Regions from separate parts of the Sus scrofa genome. Here region 1 is linked to region 2. The links are chromatin contacts, called in public Hi-C maps. All regions are on one chromosome and are shown on one strand. Each heading gives the region's core, a stretch centred on a gene start, on an enhancer-like site or on the middle of the called end of the contact. The rest is flanking DNA. Distances are from core to core; before and after follow the strand shown. Region 1 overlaps LOC102161678 (a long non-coding RNA gene). Region 2 overlaps ABCD3 (ATP binding cassette subfamily D member 3).

What was found. A called contact is a pair of places that touch in the nucleus more often than the background predicts.
Region 1: a contact with region 2 is called in a Hi-C map of liver, with 10 times the contacts expected there. The contact joins two enhancer-like sites. A contact is called at or near these places in 3 of 5 promoter capture datasets (fetal liver, fetal skeletal muscle and liver) and 11 of 47 Hi-C or Micro-C datasets (blood, embryonic fibroblasts, epiblast stem cells and 4 more).

Annotation. Positions count from the first base shown.
Region 1 is chr4:122,971,553-122,976,076 of Sscrofa11.1, forward strand. All of the region lies in intron 2 of LOC102161678 (a long non-coding RNA gene), which reads right to left. It overlaps LOC106510223 (a long non-coding RNA gene), which reads left to right. Exons shown (of 2, transcript XR_001308524.2): 1 at 1-1,543; 2 at 2,625-3,434. Among named protein-coding and RNA genes, the nearest start is that of ABCD3, 44 kb to the left of the region's middle. Within about 2 kb of position 2,564, at least 6 of the 83 cell types and tissues checked have an H3K27ac peak or open chromatin away from gene starts, as enhancers often do. A contact at or near this core is called in fetal liver and liver, where this site is marked.
Region 2 is chr4:122,886,230-122,890,887 of Sscrofa11.1, forward strand. All of the region lies in intron 4 of ABCD3 (ATP binding cassette subfamily D member 3), which reads right to left. Among named protein-coding and RNA genes, the nearest start is that of ABCD3, 41 kb to the right of the region's middle. Within about 2 kb of position 2,387, at least 7 of the 83 cell types and tissues checked have an H3K27ac peak or open chromatin away from gene starts, as enhancers often do. A contact at or near this core is called in fetal liver and liver, where this site is marked.

The DNA of each region.
Region 1 (4,524 bases), core at 1,314-3,813, 86 kb after region 2:
ACTTTAATTTGAAGGAAAAAAGAGCTGAGATTACATTAGGAGATCAACAAAGACCTGTAACAATCATCACTGACATTAATCACACTGATAGCCACTCAGTAACAGGGCCAAAGAGAAGTGCCTGAAGGTTGCTGTCTTGGCCACTAATTGAGCCTGAGACAAAGGCATGGGTGCAGTTAGTTGATGTGGAGACATGAGGCTTGGGAGCATGGAATGAGAAGAGAGTTAAAAGAGAAGAAGAGAAAACCAACATGGGAATGCATTATCCCCATGGGTGGGTTATTCTTAAGGGCAACCAGTTACTTTTGAGAATCTTTTGAGAATTATGCTCTATATGCCTCAAAACTATTCACTTGGGGAGGAAGAGGGAAGCATTTATCCATAGCTTCCTGACCTCTCTTGGACACGGTTCGATACTTGGAGAGTTAACTACTCTTCGGAGGACTGGTCCCCAGGGGTCTCCCTTGTGTTAGCAGGAGAGAAGATCTGACAAAGCTGGTTGAAGCTTGAGAGGCTCTGGTCATGGCAGCACGGCTGTTTACAAGAGGGGCCTGATACAGTCAGGCCCCCTGACCACATTAAGCCCAGACAGGTAGGGTTTTATTTTAGTATTATTATTATGTTGCTTTTGAGGGCCACACCGGCAGCATAGGGAAGTTCCCAAGATAGGGGTCTAATCAGAGCTGTATCCACCAGCCTACACCATATCCACAACAATGCAGGATCCTTAACCCACTGAGTGAGGCCAGGGATCGAACCTGCATCCTCATAGATACTAGTTGGAGTTGTTTCTGCTGAGATACAACTGGAACTTGAGGTGTGTTTTTAAAGGGAAGCTAGGGAAAGAGATCTCACTAAGGCCTCCCACCCCTGCTATCCAGAACTTTCTTCTGACTTCAAATTCAATACAAATACTCTGTCCACAGTTTAAACTCATTTCCTAAAGAATATTATAGTAAACGAGAAAGCAAAAAAGTCGCAAGGATGGCACATCGCACATATATATTTATATTAAAAACACTTATTGTGTCATTGTCACATATAGGGGAGCAAAATTTGCCTCCCTAAAATGTCTCTTTGGCATGCTGGTTATTTTGAGCCGAAGACAGTCAGGAAATAGAAGACTCAGGAGGTTTTTTCCTGGAGTCCCTGTTGGCCTAGTGGTTAAGGATTCAGCATTGTCACTGCTGGGGCTCTGGTTTGGTTGCATGCCTTGGGCATGGCCAAAAAAAAAAAAAAGAAAGGGAAGTCTTTCTTTTGCCTCCCCGTTACCTGCCTAAAGAATTTAAGTAAAGGCCTGCTTTTGGAATAGAGTTATGACCAAAGATATCTAAAAAGAAACCGGCTAAGTGTGGTGAGGTAACCAGGCAGGACCCAGAGATCAGAGTCCACTCTGTGTCCTGTGGTCTCCACGGGGCCCAGCCAATATTTGTTTCCCAAACATCTGCTTTTCCATCTCCATGTGAATCGCCTCCCTCCCCCGTGAAGTCCTAAACCTCTACCCCGACATGCTCTTTGTCTTTAGCTGAGGATGGTGTTTAAGGTAGGAGTTTAATTGGCTCAGTTTTCTTTTCTTCTCTTTTTTTTAAATAATGATTTTTATTTTTTCCATTATAGCTGGTTTACAGTGTTTTGTCAATTTTCTCCTGTACACACATGTATACATTATTTGTGCTCACATGATCATACTCAATCATAAGTGACCAGATACAGCTCCCAGTGCTATTACTCAGTTTTCCTGAGTCACTCCCATGTGCACAAGTTATTAAACTTCTGTGTGATTTCCTTCTCTTAATCTGTCTCATGTCAATTTAATCCTTAGACCAGTCAGAAGAACCTAGAAGGGGAGAGGAAAATTTCTTCCTCCCCAGGCATGACAAGAAAGGAAATCCATCCTTCTGAAAGATATTTACAACTTTAGCATTATACCTTTTTCAGTGTAAGTGACAATTTACTTATGTGGAAGTAGGAGACGTAGTCTAGGAAAAGTTAGAGATAACATATGACAGTGATATTTCTTTTACTGGTTTTTTGTTTGTTTAAATTAGGAGTTCATCAGTTCTCATTTAGAAACTCATTTTTAAGAACTCTAACTAAGAAACTTGGGGCTAACTCCACTTCAAGATAATATAATAAATGATATTACAGGAGTTCCCATCGTGGCACAGTGGTTAACGAATCCGAGTAGGAACCATGAGATTGTGGGTTCAATCCCTGCCCTTGCTCAGTGGGTTAATGATCCGGCATTGCCGTGAGCTGTGGTGTAGGTTGCAGACAGGGCTCAGATCCCGTGTTGCTGTGGCTCTGGCATAGGCTGGCAGCTACAGCTCTGATTAGACCCCTACCCTGGAAGCCACCATATGCCGCGGGAATGGCCCAAGAAATGGCAAAAAGACAAAAATAAATAAATAAATAAATGACATTATAGAATTGGAGACTTGTGTCATAAGAGATTCATTTCAGAGATTTCAACAGAAAACAGCAATATTGAGAGAGGTCTGGGAAGTGGTGATTTATCCAGTGAAGAAAGCCCTTTGGAACTTGCTATGCTTAAGAATCGTGTCAGCTTATTACCCCATAGAGCAAAGTTCATGTCCTTATTTTAACTAAGTCTCTCTCCACAGCCTGTGTATTGAAACAAATGCAGGCACAAAGATCAGAGCTACAAAATATGTGAAGCAAAAACCGATAGGCCTGGAAAAGAATTAGACAAGTTCACAAGTACAGTTGGAGACTTTGACACCCCTCTCTCAACAATGGATCGAATAACTAGCCAGAAAACTAGGTAAGATGCAGAACTCCACCAGAGGGTCAACCAACAAGATCTGACGGATATTTACAGAACCCTCCACTCAACTGTAGTAGAATACAGATTCTCCTCAGGTACGCGAGGAACATACACCACGAAAGAGGGTGCCTAGAGTGGTAAGGGCACTGCACGCCCGTTAAAATGGCCCCAATCCAAAAACTGACAACACCGAATGCTACTGAGTAACAGGAGTTCCCCAGAAGGCTGTACACCTGGGCGCTGGAGGCAGGCGACCTGGATTGAAACCTGCCTCTGCCACTTCAGGAATATGTGACCTCGTCCCAGTCATCAGCCTCGCAGAAATGCAAACTCTCCATCCTTACAGCTGTTGCAGTTCTCAAGCTACTGTGTGTTTTCACAAGCAGCACATGCATGTAACCAGCCCCTTGATCATGAAACAGAACTTTTCCCAGACTTTGGACATCTTTGTGCTCCCTTCTTGTCATTATGTGCCAAACGACCAACCATCCTGACGTCCAAGGGCACAGATGAGCTGTGCCTGCTTGGTACCTCGTGCCAATGGAAGGCTGCCGCGCATGCTATTACGTATTTGACATCTTGCCTTACCATCATGTTCTGAGATTCATCGCCTGCATGTAATAACAAATGATCATTTCTTTGCTCCTATTACTGTATAGTATTCTGTTGTGTGAACATTCCGCGATGTAATTATAGCTTAGTTCTTGATGGGCATATAGGATCAGAGTGTCGTTCTGGGGATCGAACGGTAGGCACTGAACTGGACGAAATGAACACACCCATGTAACCACAAGTCACCATGCCCCCAAAGGACACTGCTATTTTAATCTCAAATATTACATAATTTTTAAAAGCAGTACCTGATTGTTATTGTTGAGGTCAGAAGAGATCAGAAGTTATTTTTTCTCTTTAGCAAGAGTTGTGTCAGGAAATCGCTTGAGATCGGTGCGGGCAGGTTCTCACTCTGAGAGAGGGCGTTAGAGCCTTGAAACCCCTCGTGCAAGGGTGAGGCTAGGGCCTTGCTGAAGCGTCCATCACTTTAAACCTCGGAGAGTAACTTTCTGAGTGTGGGCCGAGGCCCCTGGGCCTCAAAAGGTGGCCAGCACTTTAAAAGGAGTAATCTTTATCCCTGCTGCCCAAGGAAATGGGGCATATTCAGACTGCCTGTGACTTGGAGGCCTAAATAGAAAAACTGGCCAAAGTTTAGAGCGGTGGCTTTCAAACTACAGGTGTTAATCACTAAGGCATCACAACCAGTGCTTTTTAATAAAATGGCAAAATAGAGTAGAGGAAAAATATGGATCCTATGTACTAAGGTTAACTTCTGTGAAGCTTTTGTTTCATATTCACCTATATAAGCGTGTGCTGAATGTGGGTTTGTGTGATCACATGTAGCGAGTTGAGTCAATGGGTCCAGGGGGAGGCCGGAGGTTCAGGGGTCAGATCTGAAGTGCTTCTAGGGCTAGCTGGTGGCCCCGAACATGGCTGTCCATGAGATCTGAAAGTGGGATCATTCTATCTGTCTATCTATCTATCATTGATCGATCTTTCATTGATCCATCGATCTATCAACTTCCTACTTGCTCTCCACCTACTTACTTATCAAAAGCTAACAGTGAAGTATAAATACAGGCAAATTTCTACAAAAAGCAGATGCTATAAAAGCAGATGCTCAATATATATTTGTTGAATGAATAAATGTACTTTCCATTCATTCTAAACTCCATGAGAACAGA
Region 2 (4,658 bases), core at 1,137-3,636:
AATCAATAGAGTAATTTTACAGTAGTACCAACATATTACTTCCAAAACATATAGGAATTTTAAGCTAGTTTAGTAATTTTAAAATGCTATTTGTAGCCAGGTTGGCAAAAATATATACTTATGACTACATATGGCATATGGGGGAACAAAATCTGCCACTTCAAAATGTGCCTTTAGGCATAAAGATTATTTTAGGCTTTTTTTTTTTTTTTTTTTTTGGTCTTTTTTAGGATTGTACCTGTGGCATAAGCAAGTTCCCAGGCTAGGGGTCGAACTGGAGCTACAGCTACCAGCCCATACCACAGCCACAGCAATGCCAGAGCCGAGCCATGTCTGCGACCTACACCACAGCCCACAGCAATGCTGGATCCTTAAACCACTGAGCAAGGCCAGGGATTGAACCAGGGTTCTCATGCATACTAGTCGGATTCATTATTGCTGCGCCACAACAGAAACTTCAGGCTGATTATTTACAAGAAACAGAAGATTCAGGAAGTCTTTTTGGTTTTTTTGAGGGGGGCCATGCCCATAGCATGCAGAAGTTCCTGGGCCAGGAGTCAAATCCATGCCACAGCAGTGACTCAAGCCACAGGAGTGATGATGCTGGATCCTTAACCACTGAGCCACGAGGGAACTCCCAGGGAGTCTTTCTGCCTCCCCTGCAGTTGCCTAAAGAATAAGAAAAGGGCCTGCTTTTGGAATAGAGTTATGACCAAAGATATCTGAAAAGAAACCGGCTAAGTGTGGTGAGGTAACCAGGCAGGACCCAGAGATCAGAGTCCACTCTGTGTCCTGTGGTCTCCACGGGCCCAGCCAATATTTGTTTCCCAAACATCTGCTTTTCCATCTCCATGTGAATCACCTCCCTCCCCCGTGAAGTCCTAAACCTCTACCCAACATGCTCTTTGTCTTTAGCTGAGGATGGTGTTTAAAGTGAAGGCTTTGGCCATTTTGGTGACTTACTAAGCTCTCCTGGTCTCTCCCATGTATACATGTTATTAAAATTTTGTTTGATTTTCTCATGTTAATCTGTCTCATGTCAACTGAATTCTTAGACCAGCCGGAAGAACCTAGAAGGGGAGAGGAAAACGTCCCCCTAACAGCAGCAGCAAGAATGAATGACTGCTCTCCACCTCACAGACTTGCCAGCCTCCACCTTGAACAGTCCGCCCCCTCCAAAGCCCTAAGTCAGTACCAACAAGTAAGCCTGATGGACGTGAAGGATACTAAAATGAAGCATATTAAGAGACTCCCTTTTAGCAGAAGTATATGAATCTAAACATACTTTGGAAGAGGCAAAATGGAAAAGACAGAGAAATAAATCTACAATGTACCTTAGCAGCATGTTAGAAAAATGTGTTAATTTCTCAAATAAAACTGTTCTGTATTATGAATTCACAGTTTTTTAAAACTTTTAATTTGACCAGATATCAAAGATCTCATTCAGAGCAGAAGCTTTTAATGTTTTAAAATATTTATTTAGGAGAAAGTTAACAGTTAACTTTAAAATGCCTGTTTTCATAATCAGTGCACTTGGGTTAAGAGTGTTAGGAAGTTCCTTGTATTACTCTTAACAACTTTTCTGCAAGTTTAAATTATATCAAAATAGTGTGTTTTTTAAAAACGCTTCAGTTTTTTGTTTTTTATTTTTTTTCTACATTTTAACAATTTTTTTCATAACTAAATTTAAAAACCAAGTACCCAACAAGTTGATTACTCTAATAGAATTCTAAGTTGGCTCATGCTGATAGGGCTGGAGTAGGAGAGTTACACAGCAGGTGTACAGGTCCCGGGAGGGACCACAGACAGAGAGGGAGACCTAGGGAACTTTGGGAGACCACTGTAAGTTAATAATCGCTCAAGAAAGCCATCAGAATGTCATGGAACGAGGGAGGTCTTGCTTAACGGTAAAAGCACGAGATATGCCTCAGGCCACTAGGTGAAAGGTAAATGTGGCCTGCATTCAAGTTTGGCAAGATAACGATCTTTAGGACCGAGGACAGGAAGTTAAGGGATGGAGGACACACACGCCAAAGGAGGAAACCCGAGATGATCCAACATACTTCAGCACCTGTGACCACCTTCTGCTGATCTGAATAAGCACCGGGCCTAGTCGGAGCCCACAGGGAGGAGGAGCTAATGATGCAAGCCCGCCCTCTACTTGACGGACAAGGAAGAAGGCGGGCTTTTCACCCTCCCCACTCTCCTTAGATTATAAAAATGCAGCCCACCCAACCGCTCAGGGCAGGGCTTCTTTGCCTGCCCACTGCTATCTCTCACAAGCGTCCTCTTAATCTGTTTCTTGCCCATCATTTTGTCTCTCACTGAGACACAAAAACCTGAGCCTCAGTAAGGCCAGACACTGAGTGAGTGATTCTAATTAAATACCTGTGGGCTCAAGGCCCAGTCTGGGTTGAGTCAGAGGTGTTTTGGTTTCAATGCTATGTAGTAACTTTCCTCTTATCTATCATCACTAATCAAATTAATACACCACCTACTCTAAGTAATGCATTTTCTCCAGGGCATTCAGTCTGAGAAAATTAAAATAAGCATTTTATTTAATTAAAATTGGAAATCCCAGTTTAGAAAACTAATCTTTTAGGTTACAAAAATATGAAATCGCAAAATCTGAATAAAAGGTGGAAACTTTAAAAAAAATAATCTTCTATCCTATAGCATGACTGTGCAGGGTTCTTTGTATGTATTATGTGACTAATTCTATACAGTTATCTAATATAATGTTACATAATGTTACATAATAGATGTAACCTGTTATTTTTGTCACAGATAATTAATAATGCTATAGGTATGGAGCCCATATATCTATTAATAGATATGACATTTAAATAATAAGTCATCAAAGGAAAAAACAAACTTCTATAACCATGTCAAAGGACATAAACGGCTTCTCTATGCTAATTATACAAATGATGCAAATGACTTGATGCACAAAGCTCAGAGAACCAGAACTTGGCCATAAAACTGATCCTCCTAAAGCTGATGTGCTAAGAGCAATGAGCAAACACTTTAATTACACTTAGGCTTAACTCAGAATTTGTCAGAGGACACACACACACACAACTGACCACACTCCCCCGACAAACAGACAACACCCTTCAGGGAAACCAGACAATCCACAATCCCACAACCTGTCTCCTGATAAGTTAAATATCAACACATAGCCACAAGCGACTGCTTAAGGGAAGTTCTAACATGAGTGACGAAGATCAGAACAACAAAGGACAGTGAAAGTCACAGACTTGAAAGAGTGATTGCTACAAAAATGCACATTCATGCAAAAAAAAAAAGACAGCTCTTGGAAATAAAATTAAAACAAACAAAAACGTGGATAATAAAGTTAAAAGAACTTTCCTAGAATATAGAATAAAATGTCAGAGACAAAAATGGCAGAGAAATCATAAGATAATCAGACGATCAGTCCAGAGAGTCCAACACTCTGTAAGGATTCCAGAAAAAGCGCAGGGAAAAACAAAGAGAGAGGAAGAACTTTTTGAAAAACACAAAAAAATTTTCTCAGAATGAAGAGTTTCTAGATTGAAAAGAACCAACTTGGTTCCTAGTACAACCACCACAAATGAAAAAAAAAAAAAATTCACACCAACATTCAATGAAATTCCTAAACACCATCAATACATAATAGAGAAATAACAAAAGCTTCCAGAGTGGGTAAAAACAGATGGTGGCTAAGGCAGGGCAATTAGCACAGGAATGTACCTCAGCACCCAAGGCAGAAGCCAGAACAGTGGGGTTTTTCTGGGTTGTTTGATTTTTGCCTTTTCTAGGGCCTCACCCGCAACACCTGGAGGTTCCCAGGGTAGGGGTCTAATCAGAGCTGTAGCTGCTGGCCTAGACTACAGCTCCTGGCAACACCGGATCCTCAATCCCACTGATCGAGGCCAGGGATCGAACCCGCAACCTCGTACTTCCTAGTCAGATTCATTAACCACTGAGCCAGGACGGGAACTCCAGACCAATGGTTTTTAACCTTGGCCGAGCATTAGAATCGCCAAGGGGAGGGGCTTCAACCAGACTCTCTCGGGGGCGGGCCCAAGCATTCTCAAAATTCCCCACATGGTTCCAGTGATCCTCCAGCCAAGGCTGAGAACCCCTGAGCTCTTTAGAAGACAAGGATGATGCTTCCCAAGTTCTAACAGAAAGTGATGTTCAACTCGGAATGTGCATAAATACAGCTAAATTACCAATCAAGTGAGTACAGGACTTTATCAGATGTACAAGTTCTCAAATTTTTACTTCCTTTGTACCCTTTTCTCAGAAAAAGACTGCACCTGCCAAACAGAAAAGTAAACTGAGGAAGAAGAAAACAAAAGATCCAAAAAGCAGGAGTTACGTAACGCAGGAGAGAAAGATGGAAAAAAATCCCAAGATGATGATAAAAGTAAATTCAAACATGACTGCTATTTAGTGGAGCTAAAGTGCAATCAATCCTAATGAGAGCAGGAAGACAAAAAACCAACAAGTGGTATGGGGCGGGGTGGTAATAAAGATAGAAATAAGTTACCTGCATGTTTGACATATTATAATACGGAGATTTCATAGTGTTGTCAATAAGCCTGAGCTGAATTAGTAGGAGGCAGGCAAAAAATTAAAGCACACAAAAACTTGTAATTTATAATGCT